2 separate regions of the Drosophila melanogaster genome follow, and region 1 is linked to region 2. The links are chromatin contacts, called in public Hi-C maps. All regions are on one chromosome and are shown on one strand. Each heading gives the region's core, a stretch centred on a gene start, on an enhancer-like site or on the middle of the called end of the contact. The rest is flanking DNA. Distances are from core to core; before and after follow the strand shown.

Region 1 (6,967 bases), core at 3,087-5,586, 1.8 Mb before region 2:
ATAAAACAAAATTGCTTTCATTTCAACGCCAAGTGGGATAAAAGCACGGTTTAGAGGGAGAAAACAACAAGTGGTGGTTGCATCTTCTGGAAAAACTCTGAGCTTGACCCACTACCACCACCACCATCTGGTATGGAAACAAAAAGTCAGCTGGATTTCGGTTTTGTAGTGTCATTTATTTTCCATTTCCATGATCAACAACAGTGCTCCGGCATGTGAGCCATCAATAATCATCAACGATGCTTTTCGCATAGGGTGCTTGTGGGCGGGAATGGGGCGTGGCGTGGGGTCGGGTGGGGAAATGGGTAGGAGGAGGTTGTTTTTCGTGCAGGTTGCAAATAACAATTTGCCAACAGTGTGATGGGCCAACAGCTGCGAGAGGCCGCGATTACAATACCCGGACTAAAGGCTACGACTAAGACAATAGTTAACATTCACGTACTTGTACTTGTGATTCGGTTATTCGTGTCGTTTCTTTTGTATTTCTTGTGTGTGGTGTTGTTTTTTTTTTTTTTTATCAGAGGTTCTGTAAGAGGTTCGTGTTGTGGTTTCGATCTGCTTTACTGTATCGTTTTTACGGGCTTCTTTTTTCATTGTTTTATTGTTCGCGTTTTACGTTTACCTTGACGTACTTTCAGTTGCGTGTTATATCAATTTACAAAATATGTGACAGAAAATTCGCTTAGAAAAATACATTTGGTTGCTTTGCTTTGCTTTGCTTCCTGTCCTCTGATTTCATATTTGTTTTCTTTTGTTCCATGTACTTGTTGGCCGTAGTAGTTTGTGTGCTCCGATGCTGTTTGCTAGCCTTAATTTTAGTTTAATGGCAGATAGCGAGATTCACCGTGCTTCCGGGCTCCTCCCGCTAATAGTTGAACTTTAAATTCCTGCACTCGTTTCCAATTCTCCTGGCTGTCCTTCTTCGTGATCCATCCGTGAATATTACTCCCGTTCTACGATCATCAATCCTCAATCCTCTTTAGCTATAGTTTTGTAAACTGAAGGTACATTTTTCAACAATCTCTCGTCATTCGTATCGATTCATTCGATACTCAACACATCCTCCGCACTGCCTACAGAAAACTGTCGCAGCTGTTCTCCGCCTCGCTATTGGAGCAATCCATGGCGGGCAGTGAAACGCCTCGTCGATAAAGCCACTGCCTCTGATGATGATGATGATGATGCTGCTGCTGCTGCTCCTGGTGCTGCTGGTGGTGGTGGTGATGGTATCCATGGCCAGCACCCGGCACACAAATGGCGCTGGAGCTGCTTCCGCTGCCGGAGCCCTGGCTAATGGGACTCATGTGGCTGCCACGTCTTCTGGAAACCGACGGCATCTCGGGCAGAGCGACTGAGTTGAGGCGCGGAAAGTACTTGTACATCTCCAGCAGGCTGCCCAGCTTGACGTGCGGCTTGTACTCCACATCCTCTAGCGATTGTGCCGCCGCGCTGCTATTGCTTAGTGGCGTCCAGAATGTGAGACCCAGCTGGGCCAAGTGACCGCCCTAAAAGCGAAATAGATCAGTTGCTAGTGAGCACATTTATGAGTAGCCACAACTCACCTTGATGTCGGTCTCCAGTTTGTCGCCGATCATGACGCACTCCTGCGGCTTGACATTGAGAAAGTTGCAGGCGGCATAGAAGATCTCCGGATGCGGTTTCTCCCATGGCAGATCCGATGAGACCAGCACGCAGTCAAAGTAGCCGCGCACATTCAGCTCAGCCACCTTCTCCCACTGAGCGTTCGACGGTCCGTTGGTGATGAGGGCCAGGGCATAGCCTGCCTGGCGCATCCGCAGCAGCAGCTGGACATAGTCCGCCGGAACGGCTAGGTAGCGATACCGCAACTTCAGCCACTTGGGATAGATCTGTTCCGCCAGGTGCTTGTGGCGCGCTGGAAGGGATTCGCGCCACAGGTGAGTGCGCCACGAGTCCAGCGATGTTTGCGAGTTATCGGGACAGCGGCGGAAGGCCTTTAGAAAGTTTTGGGTGGCCTGTGTTGCGTCATCTTTGCTGAACTGGTATTGGGTCTCCAGAAAATCAGCGAGCTAAGAACGAAATTGGAAAAGGGTTGGCAATTCGCATTATTATTGCGTTACATAAATTCAAAAATATACAAAATTGCGTAGATGTGATAGTGCCGTAAAAACCTCAACCGCGATAAAACTATAAATACGCTATGACGAATTAAAGACGAGATAAGTTAAGAACTTTCACGCAATAAGAAGTGAACAACCTGAAAGTAGAGTTAATATTAATAAAAGCGATTAGAAGCCTCAATACGTGCATAATCTTTTGCGAAACGCGGTAGAACGTAAATCAAAACTATTACGTCCATAAAGTTCTCAATTAAGCGTCAGATTGACCAATCCAATCATTCGATCGAATCCGAAGCCAATTGATTAATTCCAAAATTGTTATAGCATCGCCGTACTATCAGGGGATTGAACATCAAACTGCAATTGCCGCCGGTACACTTGCAGCATGAGTAATATATGAGAATATACTATATTTTATGATCGCAATGATAGCTTGGAAATTTCCACTCGCTATCTATTTTCCGGCCCAACCATCCGCATCTATTGAATCGTACTCAAATCAGGAAGCTAAGCTCACAAAAGTCATTTTGAATGCTAGGAATTTAAGTTGAAATCATTGCGATTAGTCACAAAAACTGTCATGAGTTCCGAAATATAAATGGGCGTGGCTTCGCTCGCTAAGAATTGAAAGCAACTGAATAAAGAAACCGTCTTATTTGGGGTCTTCAAACATTGAGCGTATTGAAACATGAACGTGATAATGAAGTTAACTATCTAAATTGGCGCAGCTTAAAAGATAACGATATAATCTGGAATGCAAGAGTGAGTAAATGTACGTGACATTGAACACATTTTCAAGAATACCTATTTATACCTTTCTCTCTTGAAGGGAAAATTCTAAAAACTTTAACCTTTTAAGATCGCAAATAGACTCATTTATTGTAATAAATAAAGTCAATGGCCTCTGAACGTTCAAACAAGTACATATTGCGAAGTGCTACCTATTATCATCAATTAACCTTTAGCTTCTTTGTGTGCCATTCACTTTATAAGAAGGTTATATTTCAAAAGAAACCATTGACGCGGGTTTCCAAAGTTTGTTGGTATGACGTTTCGTTCAACTTTTGTTAAGTGCAAGTTCCTCGATTTCCGACCTTTTTGCAATCGTTTGCAATCGATAATGCGCACCACGATAAGATCCTGTAAAGTGCCTTTTAACATTTCGAAAACCGAAGATTCCGAATTTCCAACGTAATGCCGATTATTTAGTGGGTTTTAGCCTTCTAAAGTGCATGTACCCGTGGTTATATTTAAGTTAAGACCTTGTCGAGTGCACTCTGAGTTTTTCTTTTTTGTTTTTTTTTTTTTTGTGGCTGGGGGATGTGAAGGGAAGGGAAAGGAAATCAATCGGAACGCAAATAAACAATCGAAATTTCGGGCGCGTGCTATCTGCCGAGCGTCCGGGTTTTTTCGACTACGTAACAACGGGCGGGCTGCAGTGGAAAATTTTCTAGCTGGGTCGCCCGCCTGCTGCGCACTTTCACCTCCCCCGCCCCGCCCCCCCACAAACACTACATGGAAAAGAAACGGAAGAAACGCCAACGGATTGGTGATTGGCAGAGGGGGCAGTGAGGCTGTCTGCCTTGGCTTGGTTAACAAAGCTCACCTTTCTGATCGCCTTGGAATCGCCGGCTCTGGTGGGAATCAACGTGTTGTCCAGGTCAAAGTAAAAGGCCCTGATTTTCGCACATGTCGCATCGAAATGTGAATGTGTGGCTGTCAATTGCTTGCCGCAATGGAATTTGCTAGCTGCCATGAGAGTCGTCGAGCGGAGGGGGGGATGGAGGGTCAGCGAGGGGTCACTGTCAGGAGTGGAGGGGTGGTAGCCGGTTGCTTGGTTAGATGGATGGATGCAAACGTAGAGATCCAAGAACAACTTTGGTGCAATTCAATCCGCCAGCGGATTTGCGCTTTGAAATTGGCGCCAAACGAAACGAAACGAAATGTACGAGCTGCACGACTGCAGCAGCACTGCAGTATTTTTCTATTTTCCTCGAGCGGACTGGCAAAAGTTTCCGCTTCTCGCGCGGCGAAGTTAAAACGGCAACTGAATGACAGCGACAAAAAAAATAATGAAACGGAACGGGAGCGGTCGCAGTAATGTCGAGAGACGGGGTAGCGGGGCGGCGGAACAGGTGAGCGCGTGTGTATGAGTGCTTGTTGACTGAGTGAGAGCGGAGCAGCGAATGAAAAACCGAAAGAAAGTGCGAGGGCGCATGGGAAAACAGTGGTGGCCAAAAGTCTGCGTATGCGAACAGTGCTACCAGGCGGCGGCGCCAATTGATAAAAACTTGATAAGATATTGTTATTCCTTAAGATTTTATATTATTATTAAGATGTTCTTGAATAAGTTTATTTCAATAACTGGTTAGACATCCGTGTTGTGTTGTTCTGGACAACTACTGCGCAGCACATGTGCTTTTTACGGGCACATATTTTTTGGCGCCACTGTGCGAAGTGTGCCAAGTGCCGTTTGCGCGCCAGAGCGAACGAGAGCAGGCGACCTAGCGCAGAGTTGTCTCTATGCGCCGTTAAACGACCGTGAGTGGAAAAGAGAGCACGATAGAGGTCGCGGAGAGGTTCGCGTTTCTCTGCTACGACGCCTGCTCTCCACTCTGAATTTAGTATAAGTCGAGGCACGCTCATTTCCTAATTGTTGTGCCATTTATTTTTAACTTCTATTAATAAAACCAGGAAAAGCAATAACAACAGTTCTTTGTTTACCAAAAATATCAGTTGTTTTATACTTCCTGGTGCTTTCTAGCACTGGCTTGGCGGTAAATCGATAGTATTCGATAGTGATTGTTGAAAGTGGCAACGCTATAGTTTTTGTTTAACGAGGTGGCAAGTGATTAGCCCACGGATTTTTTGGCATCTTTCCGTGTTTATTTTCAATAGTTTTTGGAGTTTTTCAACATTATCCGCGATGAGCAACGCAGAGACAACTACGGATTTGCTTTCTACAGGTGAGTAAATATTTAAATCACATGAAAGGCGCCATAAAACGAGGTTTTCTTGCAGAAACCATTCTAAAAGCGGCGGACGAGGAAGTGGAGAAGGCTTCAGCGTCCAGCAGTAGTACGTTATTGGCCGAAAAGGATGTCCCGGAGGTCAAGGAGCGGCCCATAACGCCGGAAGACGAGCTCATCTCCATGGAAACTCTGCGACCCTCACCTGTCCAATGGCCAGAGCGTTGTAAGTGTAGAAAACGTGAGCACGAAGAAATTGGCGCCATTTTTAACGCATATCTTTATTTTCGATTGCTCCAGTTCCCGGAATGGACGAGTTCCTCTCCATGAGCGACACGCCGATGTACACGCGCAGCACCAACTACACCAGCAATCTGACCGATGATGATATGGTTAAGATTAATGGTAAGTAGCTGCAAAGTCAATGAGATTTAAGAATAGTATATTAAAGAATAGCATATCCATTACCTACTTTTCTATTCCAGAACTAGCCCAGCTCCCTCCCGAGGATCTGATCGATAAAATAAAGTCAATGCATGATGAAATTTACCAGCTGGGACTGCGTGAGGCAATGGAGATGACTCGTGGGAAACTGCTGGGCATCTTTGACCGGGATCGCGCTCCTAAGCGGCAGCCATGAGGCTGGATGATCCGATCCCTAAGAATGGGACTGTCGAGGATCTCGTTGAATTCGCATTAGGAACATAGGTGTAGTTTCATAGTGTACATAGTGCTATTTTTATAGTGAGTAATGCGTGTTGTGAATGATTTATCGCTATTTTACAAAGATAAATAGGCAGGCGTTTGAACAGTAACTAACGTTTATTTCCATTAAAGCATTTTGGGTCCTACACGTCGCTTGTATTACAGATACATTTGAGGAGTCGGAGGAGAGATGAAGTTGACGGATTGGAGGGAAAGGAATGCAGAAGGATCTGGAGTTTTTGGAGAAGGCACAGTAGATTTCGCTATGCAGGGACATTAACGCAACAAATAACTCTGTCTATGTGGGATTGGATGGATCGGTTGCGCTCTAGTGCGTCCTATTAATACTTAACTAAATGCTTTCGTTCGGATTTATGCAGTAGCCTTCCCCACGATCCATCCCAATTTGGGAAAGTGTGTTGGTGCTGATGGTGTGCTTACATGCTGTTTCCCGTGAATATATATCCAGTAACGTGCATCAATTCCCATTACTCCTGCCACTGCATTCCGAATCGCTGCTCAAAGGTGATCCGGTTAAAGACGCCCGCATCGGCCAGCTGCAAGGGATCGGTGTAGTACGCAAAACGCCGTATATCCAGCATGGCCAGGTCGAACATTTGCTTCCAGCTGGTCAAATCTGTAACGCTCATGTGGATCGGCAGCTGGGGATCCGGTATATCGATGGCCGCCTGCAGACGGTCAAACGCCTCGGCAATTGGTCCCACCGATAGATTAACCCAGTACTCCGCTGGAAAGCGCTTGTTCTCACAAAACGGCGCTCCCTTGCGCATGATGAAGACCAGCATGAGTATCTCATAGCGCTCGGAGCTCTCATAGAAGCGCTTGGTTCGGGTCTTCTCCACGAAATCGATGAGAAGGATCAGGGGAGTGTAGTTCTGGAGGTGCATCAACAGCTCCCGGTCGGTCCAAAGGTAACGGCCGCCTTTGACGGTCAGCAGGCTCATGTTGCTGGCGAGTTGTTGATGCTGCTGCTGCTGCTGTTGCTGCTGCAGCTGGTGGTGTTGCTGCTGCTGAAGGTGTTGCTGTTGCTGCTGCTGATGTTGGTGTTGCTGCTGCTGTTGCTGCTGGTGTTGCTGGTGCTGCTGCTGCTGGTGTTGCTGCTGCTGGTGCTGCTGGTGTTGCTGCTGCTGATGCTGCTGGTGAATGCCGCCGGCGGATGGGGCTGGAGTTCCG
Region 2 (7,708 bases), core at 3,092-5,591:
AAAAACAAGAACTGCCAATCTGTCTTTGAGCAATATGTTGGAACCAAACAATATTTCTCACATCATAATCCATACTATTCTGAGCGATACTTGTTTCGCTAACAAACAATGATTATTTTTGATTTTCAATACAACCGTTTAAATGTATACGGTCCCCGGTTTAGTCAGCTTTACATTCGTCTCTGTGGTTTGTTTCTTCTGCCAATTAAATTTATTTTAATGCTCCTGCTGCTGCTGTTCTTCTTTCGTTGTTGTTGCTATTGTTAGTTGCTGCTGCTGCTGCTGCTTTTGCTTTTGTTGTTGCTGTTGCTGTATGATGGTGTTGCCGCTGTTCTTGCTGTTACTGTTGCTGCACGTTGCATGTAGCATGTTGCTGGCGTTCGTTTATGGCATTCAGAGAAAGAATTTGCCCAGCAGGAGGCTAACGATGGCCGCAGCAATGGCAACTGCAATGTAAAAGACCGGAATCTGCTTCTCAGCCAGGACTGGGGCATAGGGCTCATTCACCTGTTTGACGGCCGGCGAGCTCCGGAAACGTGTGATTTGATCCTGCAAATGGTTGAGAAATTTATTAATTTACACAAATGGATAGATTGATCCTTATCTGGCTACTTACAAAATATTTATCCTATGTATTCTTTTTTGAACTCGAAAACAAATCAGCACCCCAACTGAACCGAGTTATTGTATAATAACAATAATTATATATCAAGCGCGCAGAAAACTCCCAGGCACAACAGATCATTATTTGCATTATTCTTGGAATTACCAAATTGGATTTACTTATATTTAAAGGCTGATTATTTTTAGTACACCACAGCAACCTAATGCAAGAAATTGTCACTAATAGTGTCATTAATTTTCATATCAATTTTGAGATCATCGCGTACAGCCTATAATTTGAAAAAAGTCAGAGGCCTGCTTCTCCTTATGGCTGAATCGACTCATTCTAACCGATTGCGAACAAAACTGAATATTCAATATTGAAGACATCTTGATAATACTGCTGAGGAACTCCCTTAGGTAGCAGTAACTTCGACATTGCACTACTCAAAACACAGAAAAAATGAAGAGTCATAATGGAATTGGCTTACCTTCAAGTGAAGATTCTCTCTTCGCAATTCAATGTTGCATTCACGCAGCGCTTTGATCTCTCCGGACAGCAAGTCCAGACTCTCAGACGTTTCGAGCAAATTGGATGGCTTAAACTGGGTAATATGTTAGCGTTATTTATTATGCCATTAGAAAGGTTTTGCCTGTTCGACTTAACATACCTTATCCTCGCTGGAGAGCTTCGGCTTGCTCTCGAGCGCCTCAGCGCTGGCTGAGCTAGTATTGGCACCCGCGCTTCCGCCTCCGGCAGCTCCGGTTCCGCCGCCAACGGCACCACCACCGCTGGTGTTCTCAGCATTTGCCTCAGCGGTGGGCATCTCGAAAACGCACTTCAGTTTGGCGTCCATCAGCTGCTCGGGCTCCAGATCCTTCCACTGCGGGTGTAGAATAGGACGTTGATTAGAAAAGTAATATACACACTATGCCATCATTAAGAGTCCTATTCGTTTCCCCTTACCAATTTATTTAAATCGCTTAGATCAGCATCCATGGGTGCCAGGACGCTCTGCACCATGAACTTGTGCTTGTTCTTCTCCTGCTGATCGTAGACGAATGGCTGAAGGCAGACTATGTACATGCCGAGGATAAGTAACGATATTATTAGAGTAACGATATACCATTTGAGAAATACTCACTCTCCACCTGGGTTGATCGAAAGGGAATTATCTTGCCGATGTTTGGACGTACGCAGTAGCGTTTCGGGGCGGTTGTCTTGATCTTGAAGACCAGAGGCAGAGCCGAGTTGTTGCGCAGAGTCATGATTGTGACAACGGGTCGGGTGAAGGGACCTGTAAGGCGAGAATATATCAAAATGAGTGTTAGCTTAAGGAACACATCTTATTAATTTCATGGCACATATAACGCATATGTACATACATATTTCCCTATTGTTAATATTTTCTGATTTCCGATTTTCTCCTCATGATATGATCTTTAAATAAAACAGGCATTATCGCCCTTTCATATTGAATGCACCCGATTAGTCACACTATTTTGGCGATAGCCCCACCCAACCCAAAAGCGCCCAACACTCGCACTTTCCACATTTCTCTACTTTCCCGATTTTCCCCACTCTTCCTGATTTTTGTGTAGCGTCACGCTCGTTGCGTCATTGGTCGAGGCAAGTTCAAATTAATTGAATTAATATCAAAACAAAATCGAGAACGGGCACAAAAACCGAATAGTAAACTGAATATCGAGGAATACCCTGCATATTGAAGTTGGATTCACTACCAAAATGTGTAACTTATTTTGAAACTATTATGAAATTACAAAAATTACTTCAAATTATTTCAGATTTAATGTGATTAGTAAACGCTAGTATTACTCCGAATATTACTTTTAAGCCGACTAGAAATCGATCGCGGGGTCTTACATTCTAAAATAGTTTTTTTGGTCACATTTTTAACAGGCATTGGTGAGAAAATCAAAACAAACCAGGAAATGGGCAAAAACTAACGAAAGGAATTTTTTTTGTTTGTTAGCATGGCGTGTGCGTGTTTTTCTTTGGTGTAAGTGTGTGTCAAGGAAATTTCATTAGACAAAGTCGCGTCATGCATGTGTTTTTCACCCCTCGCCGACCGCACTATTCACGATCTAACGGGAAACGTGGGCGAGGGGGTTGCAAAAGAATGGGGCTAAGGCTCACTCACACATACACAGATATTAAAATATTTGCGCACAATGGAAGCGATAGCAAAATACTTGAAAAGTTAACTCAATTTTTTTCAATAAGACAAAATACAAATGGTGAATGGTTATTGGTGTATTATTCTAGATCGCAATCAACAATGATTGGTCATTTAAGTAGACATTTCGTTCTGCAATTGAGACTGTGATAAAATTTCGCGAAAAAAATTAAATGTTTATGCACTGGAAAATGCAGCTTGGCAACAGGAGTTCAATAACAATGCGATGACAACCGTGCCACTTGTCGCACCCACTGTGCGAGCTCTTTGCATTGTTTTTGTCACTGCTGCTGTTGCTTTTTGGCCAAAATTCAAGGAGCCAAAAGACAAGAAAAAATTAAAATGGCCCATGACAAGTTTTTGCGTATAAAAATATAATGCTAGCCAAAAACGCGAAACGAGTGAGCAAGAGGGAGAGGGATGGCGAGTGCAAGTGAGAAAGAGAGCGACGCCAGCTGCCGGCATCAAAAAATAAAATACATTAAAGAGCTGAAGCAAAAAAAAAAAAAAGAAAAAAAACGGAAAGAAGCAGAGCGATGATACACGTAGACCCCGAAAAGAACAACAATAAAAGGTGTCGTATGTAAAGGAAGAACAAAAACAACGGAAATTATTGATAGCCAATCGAGCGAGATGGCAATAGAAAGCGTAGAGGGAGGGAGATTAAATGTGCGCGTGAGAGAGAGAAAAAGTGAAACTTGCAGTTTGCTCTTTGCAAGAAATGGGAGGTGAATCGGCTTTTTTGGTCGATATGCAGCGACCTTTCCGCAAAAACGCGAAAATAATGTAAAATAAACTTACCCACAAAACGCAACTCATGTTCTGGTTCAATGGTCAACGGAAGATCAAAGAGTGATTTGCTCATTGTGGCGGCTGGCTTTTGTTGTTGTTGTTGCTGCTGCTCCTGGTGTTGTTCTTGTCGTTGTTGCTGCCGAGAATTTCACTCTCTCCGCTTTTCGCCTCTTATCGTTTTAATTTTATTTTTTGTGCGTCCTGTTTTTGCCCAGCTATTTGTTGTTCTTGCTGGCTGTTTGCTGTTAAGAAAATGCACACAAAATTATATTAAAATGCAGACGCACGCATAGATACGAGACACAGGCACACAACTAAATTAAAAGAGGGATTTCAAATTTTTCGCTTACGTTTGCGTTTTTTAGCCAAATATATCAAGAAAACTGCTGCTGTTTTTATGCCTGTTTCGTTTTACTTTACTCGTCTCTCTTTTTTTCTTTCGTTTTTCGTTCGTTTCGCTCTCACAGGCGAAATATCGGTAAATTTATGCGACCACACACACACGCATGGACAAAAAAAAAGCAAGAGCCAGAGAAACTCACGCACGCACGGGCTTTTTGCAGAAAATTTCGGGAAAAAAACACAACGATCAACGTGCGACTTCTTCACCGACTTTAGGTCGCTTTTCTGTCGATATTTTCGATTTCAGTGGTTTACCACGCTTCGGTTTCTTCGCAAACTTCAGTTGAAAACGCAAAATGTAAAAAAGCCATATATTCTGTCAGCTAGTGATGTGAAAAAAATATCGATGCATCGGGTATCGATATTTTTAGTTTAGCGACTTTTCGATACTTGTCAAGCATTGGTCGTTAAATTACCTTGTAAAATATATATAGTGTTTTTTAAGACAAGATATTTTTTCTATTTTTTTTTATTTAGGTAATTTGAAAATGTTATTAATAACAATTTGCACCAAAATTTTCCTTTCCCTGAATAATGCCATTCAGCTTTTGACAGAATATAAATTAGTTAAATTTATAACATAACGAGTACATGAAATTTAAAAATGTATTAAAATAAATTTTCCTAGTTTTAAGTTACAATTTTGCAACAGGAAGCAAAGCAGTCGAAGTAATACATAAAAATACGAATAAAAATAAGAACATGCAAAATTACAATAATTTTAAGCTTGCCAAAGCATTTATTTAATAGAACACAAATTTGTATTTGATGGTAGTATTACATATTTTATGTAAATATAGTCGGCCTTAAGGACACACAAAGTTGTAAAATAACCTGATATCAAATTATTCTGATGTTCAATCATAGCGTTTTGTATATTATATATATAATACATAATAATACGAAAAAAAAGAACATGCAAAATTTTATTAATTTTCAGCTGAATAACTTCACTTGCTTGCCAAAGTATTTTTAGTAAGACAAAAAATTTGCATGGTAGTGGTACATTTGTTATGTGCATACAGTCGTCCTTTTAAAGGACATACAAAGTTGTAAAATAATCTGATATCAAATTATTCTGATGTTCAATCCTAGCGTTATGAATATTATATATGTTTTTAGTCATATAGAGATCTGACTGCCTAAGAATTAAAGTGTTGGACAAGCGGCGGAGTTTCGATTTGGCTTAAGAAAATTACACTTCTAACAGCATCTCCTTAACACTTGGCCGCCTGCTGTTCCTGGATATTTATGCCGAATCGCACAGCGAAGGCTTTACTAGCTAGCTTCATAATCTCGTTGCGAATGGAGAATGGAGCCTTGGCCACAACGGCCATCAAATGATCCCAATGCTGGCGCTTCGTGATGGTCTTATTGTGTTTGGCGTGGCTCCGGAAGGCGATCAAATATTCTCGAAATAGGAATCTAAAGGCCATGAAAGCGGACTCGCTGTTCACCTTGACCACTGCATCGCTAAGATCGCCCATAACAGCACAATCGGCCCTTTTTTTAAGGAGCTTTTTGAAGAGATCGTTAGCCTCCTGTGCACTGGACTGAGTTAGCAATTTGAGAAAGGAGCGTGTGTCCTTTAAGGTGTCTTCTTTAAGGTAGATGAGCCAAAAGCCCTTGTGCTTTAAACTGTTCACTTGGTTCAAGATCCTCTGGCGGCATTCTGTGAAAGAGCAATAATTAGTAGGCTTTCGTCTTGGACTTACATTTATAAGAGCGCACCAGTGCCTAGGAATGTCAGATGAGACAGACCGTCCTGCCAATACCACACCGCCAGTTCTAAATTATCCACCCGGAAATCTTCAAAGGTGGCCAAGTCCCAGCGTAGGGCATCAATGGTTTTCATGACATGCGAGATCAGCTTCCAGTGTTTCAAACGCCACTCTGGCAAGCTGGCATTCAGATATGTGTAGTGCTTGGCCACCTTGACAGCTGGTGCATCGTCTCCGTTCTCCAATTTCGGGTGCTCCTTTTCGAGTGCATTTAACTCTGCAGTGCCTCGGGTGATTAGATTGCTTTCACCCAGACTAATCTGCTTGAGCAGTTTCAAGATTAACTGCAAGCTGGGCAAGTTCATGGGCTCTATAAACTTGGCCAAACCGTAGGCACACGCGTCTAGGAACCTATTTTGCGCCTGCCTAAGCTCATCCTCTCCGTAGGGACACCGTCCGTCTTTCAAACTAACGCACAGTTGTCGCGCTGACGTGTAGAGACCGTTGAGGATCTGTCGGTGGCCATATAGGTAGAGTGTAAACTGCAAGGCATACGGCTTTTGAAGTAGTTGCTCGTTCACCAAGATGTTATCGGCACAGGCGGAAATATGAAAAGCAGCATGCTTGGGACAAGACTGAGCTATGTGCCAGAATAGCTTCGAGAAGCGAGTATGCGTCACGCCCAAGTGGGAGAAATCAATCCAGGTCTGTCTTGCGTTCTCAAAGCACAGTACTAGAAATTTGGTTATCGGGAAGCGCTTATTATAATCCAATTGATTAAAGAAGCGTATGCGACGCTCCCGATGATCGGGAGCCTTGAAATTAAATCCTTGGGTAACGTTTTGCTCATCGCGCAATAGCAGTACTTCCATCTTGTCCTCGACATTTAATTGCATAAATAAGGGACGCAGTACTAGGCTTAGCAGCTCTTCGTAATCATCGTTGGACGAGGTCTCGTCCTCGTCATCCCCCTGATTTACTTCCGTAACGGATATGCCCTCGTCCTCGACCACCATTTCGGACTCCACCACCTGACCCAGGAAACTGAGTATTATCTGGGCATGTTTCTTGGTGAGCATAATTAAATGATTTGCCATCGTTTCCACGCACTCATCGTTACCAAAGGCTATGAAGCGGCTAAAGAGATTGTCCAGCCCGGCGAGCAACTCCTCATCGGTGGCCATACCGGAATCGAGAAAGACTAAGAGTTCACCCATTCTCATCTCGGCAACGCGCTGCTCCAATGTTTTTGCTGCATCCGCAAAGCTCTGCATCTGCTTGCAAACCGGATGCTCTCCGAGCATATTATCTGATTGGAGTACTTTAAGCAATTCTGCCGTCTGTCTACAGATTAGCTCCTGGCAGTTATACAAAGCACTTTTCGATTTCATTTCATGCCAATACATATACGTGTCTACGCTAACGAGCTGAAAGATACGCCGCAGAACGTCTAGCAGTATTTGGGCGAAATGCCGCAGATCAGGCATGGGATCGCTTGAGTTGCTGTCACTGATGTCCTCGGTTATTTGGCTGTAGACGGCGAAGCAATTTGGTTTCTCCCGCTTTAATGGATCATTGAGGGTATACAAAAGGACTTCTATAAGGTGATCCATAGCCTTGGCCAGGTAAATCTTTCGAGTGGATGGACGCGGCAGCGTATGGAGGCGCTGTTTAGAGTCCAAGATATGACGATGTTCCATGCAGGCTATCTGGCGCAGCAGTTGCTTATTTTCTGCGGGCAAATTGCAGTTGACAATTGCGCGACCGGCTGCTCTGAGGGCGGCAGAGAGCAGCGGTAGTGTTTCCACGCAATCTGAATTAATGACCGACAGAGCCTCATTGAATGCCTCAAAATACTGGATGGTCAGCCAGCGGGGTCCACAAGCAAGGAATTCCTCCAGCGGCTCCATGAGACAGCAGTTAACGGCTATTGCGATGGTCAAGAACAGTGGGATAGGCGGAAGCTGGTTACACAAATGCATGACATTGGCG

The links. Hi-C and Micro-C count contacts between places; a contact is called where the count stands out from the background.
Region 1: a contact with region 2 is called in a Hi-C map of the Kc167 cell line, with 3 times the contacts expected there. The contact joins the promoter of CG15771 here to the promoter of Vap33 in region 2. A contact is called at or near these places in 15 of 107 Hi-C or Micro-C datasets (the D17-c3 cell line, the Kc167 cell line, the ML-DmBG3-c2 cell line and 6 more).

Annotation. Positions count from the first base shown.
Region 1 is chrX:5,752,943-5,759,909 of dm6, reverse strand. It overlaps CG15771, which reads right to left and starts at 4,336. Exons shown (of 3, transcript NM_001297980.1): 1 at 3,706-4,336; 2 at 1,563-2,048; 3 at 159-1,505. The coding sequence starts at 3,855. The coding sequence ends at 1,074. lin-52 (lin-52,) reads left to right here and starts at 4,952. Exons shown (of 4, transcript NM_001297979.1): 1 at 4,952-5,065; 2 at 5,121-5,294; 3 at 5,369-5,473; 4 at 5,554-6,520. The coding sequence starts at 5,026. The coding sequence ends at 5,708. CG15772 reads right to left here. Exons shown (of 2, transcript NM_001297978.1): 2 at 5,869-6,967. The coding sequence ends at 6,262. It overlaps MAPk-Ak2 (MAP kinase activated protein-kinase-2), which reads left to right. Exons shown (of 4, transcript NM_176688.3): 4 at 1-2. It also overlaps asRNA:CR45528.
Region 2 is chrX:3,945,608-3,953,315 of dm6, reverse strand. It overlaps Vap33 (VAMP-associated protein 33kDa), which reads right to left and starts at 4,341. Exons shown (of 7, transcript NM_206623.2): 1 at 3,944-4,341; 2 at 3,603-3,835; 3 at 1,749-1,901; 4 at 1,571-1,680; 5 at 1,275-1,487; 6 at 1,095-1,208; 7 at 1-549. The coding sequence starts at 3,666. The coding sequence ends at 394. Gem4c (Gemin 4c) reads right to left here. Exons shown (of 3, transcript NM_166998.2): 2 at 5,727-7,708; 3 at 4,856-5,667. The coding sequence ends at 5,213.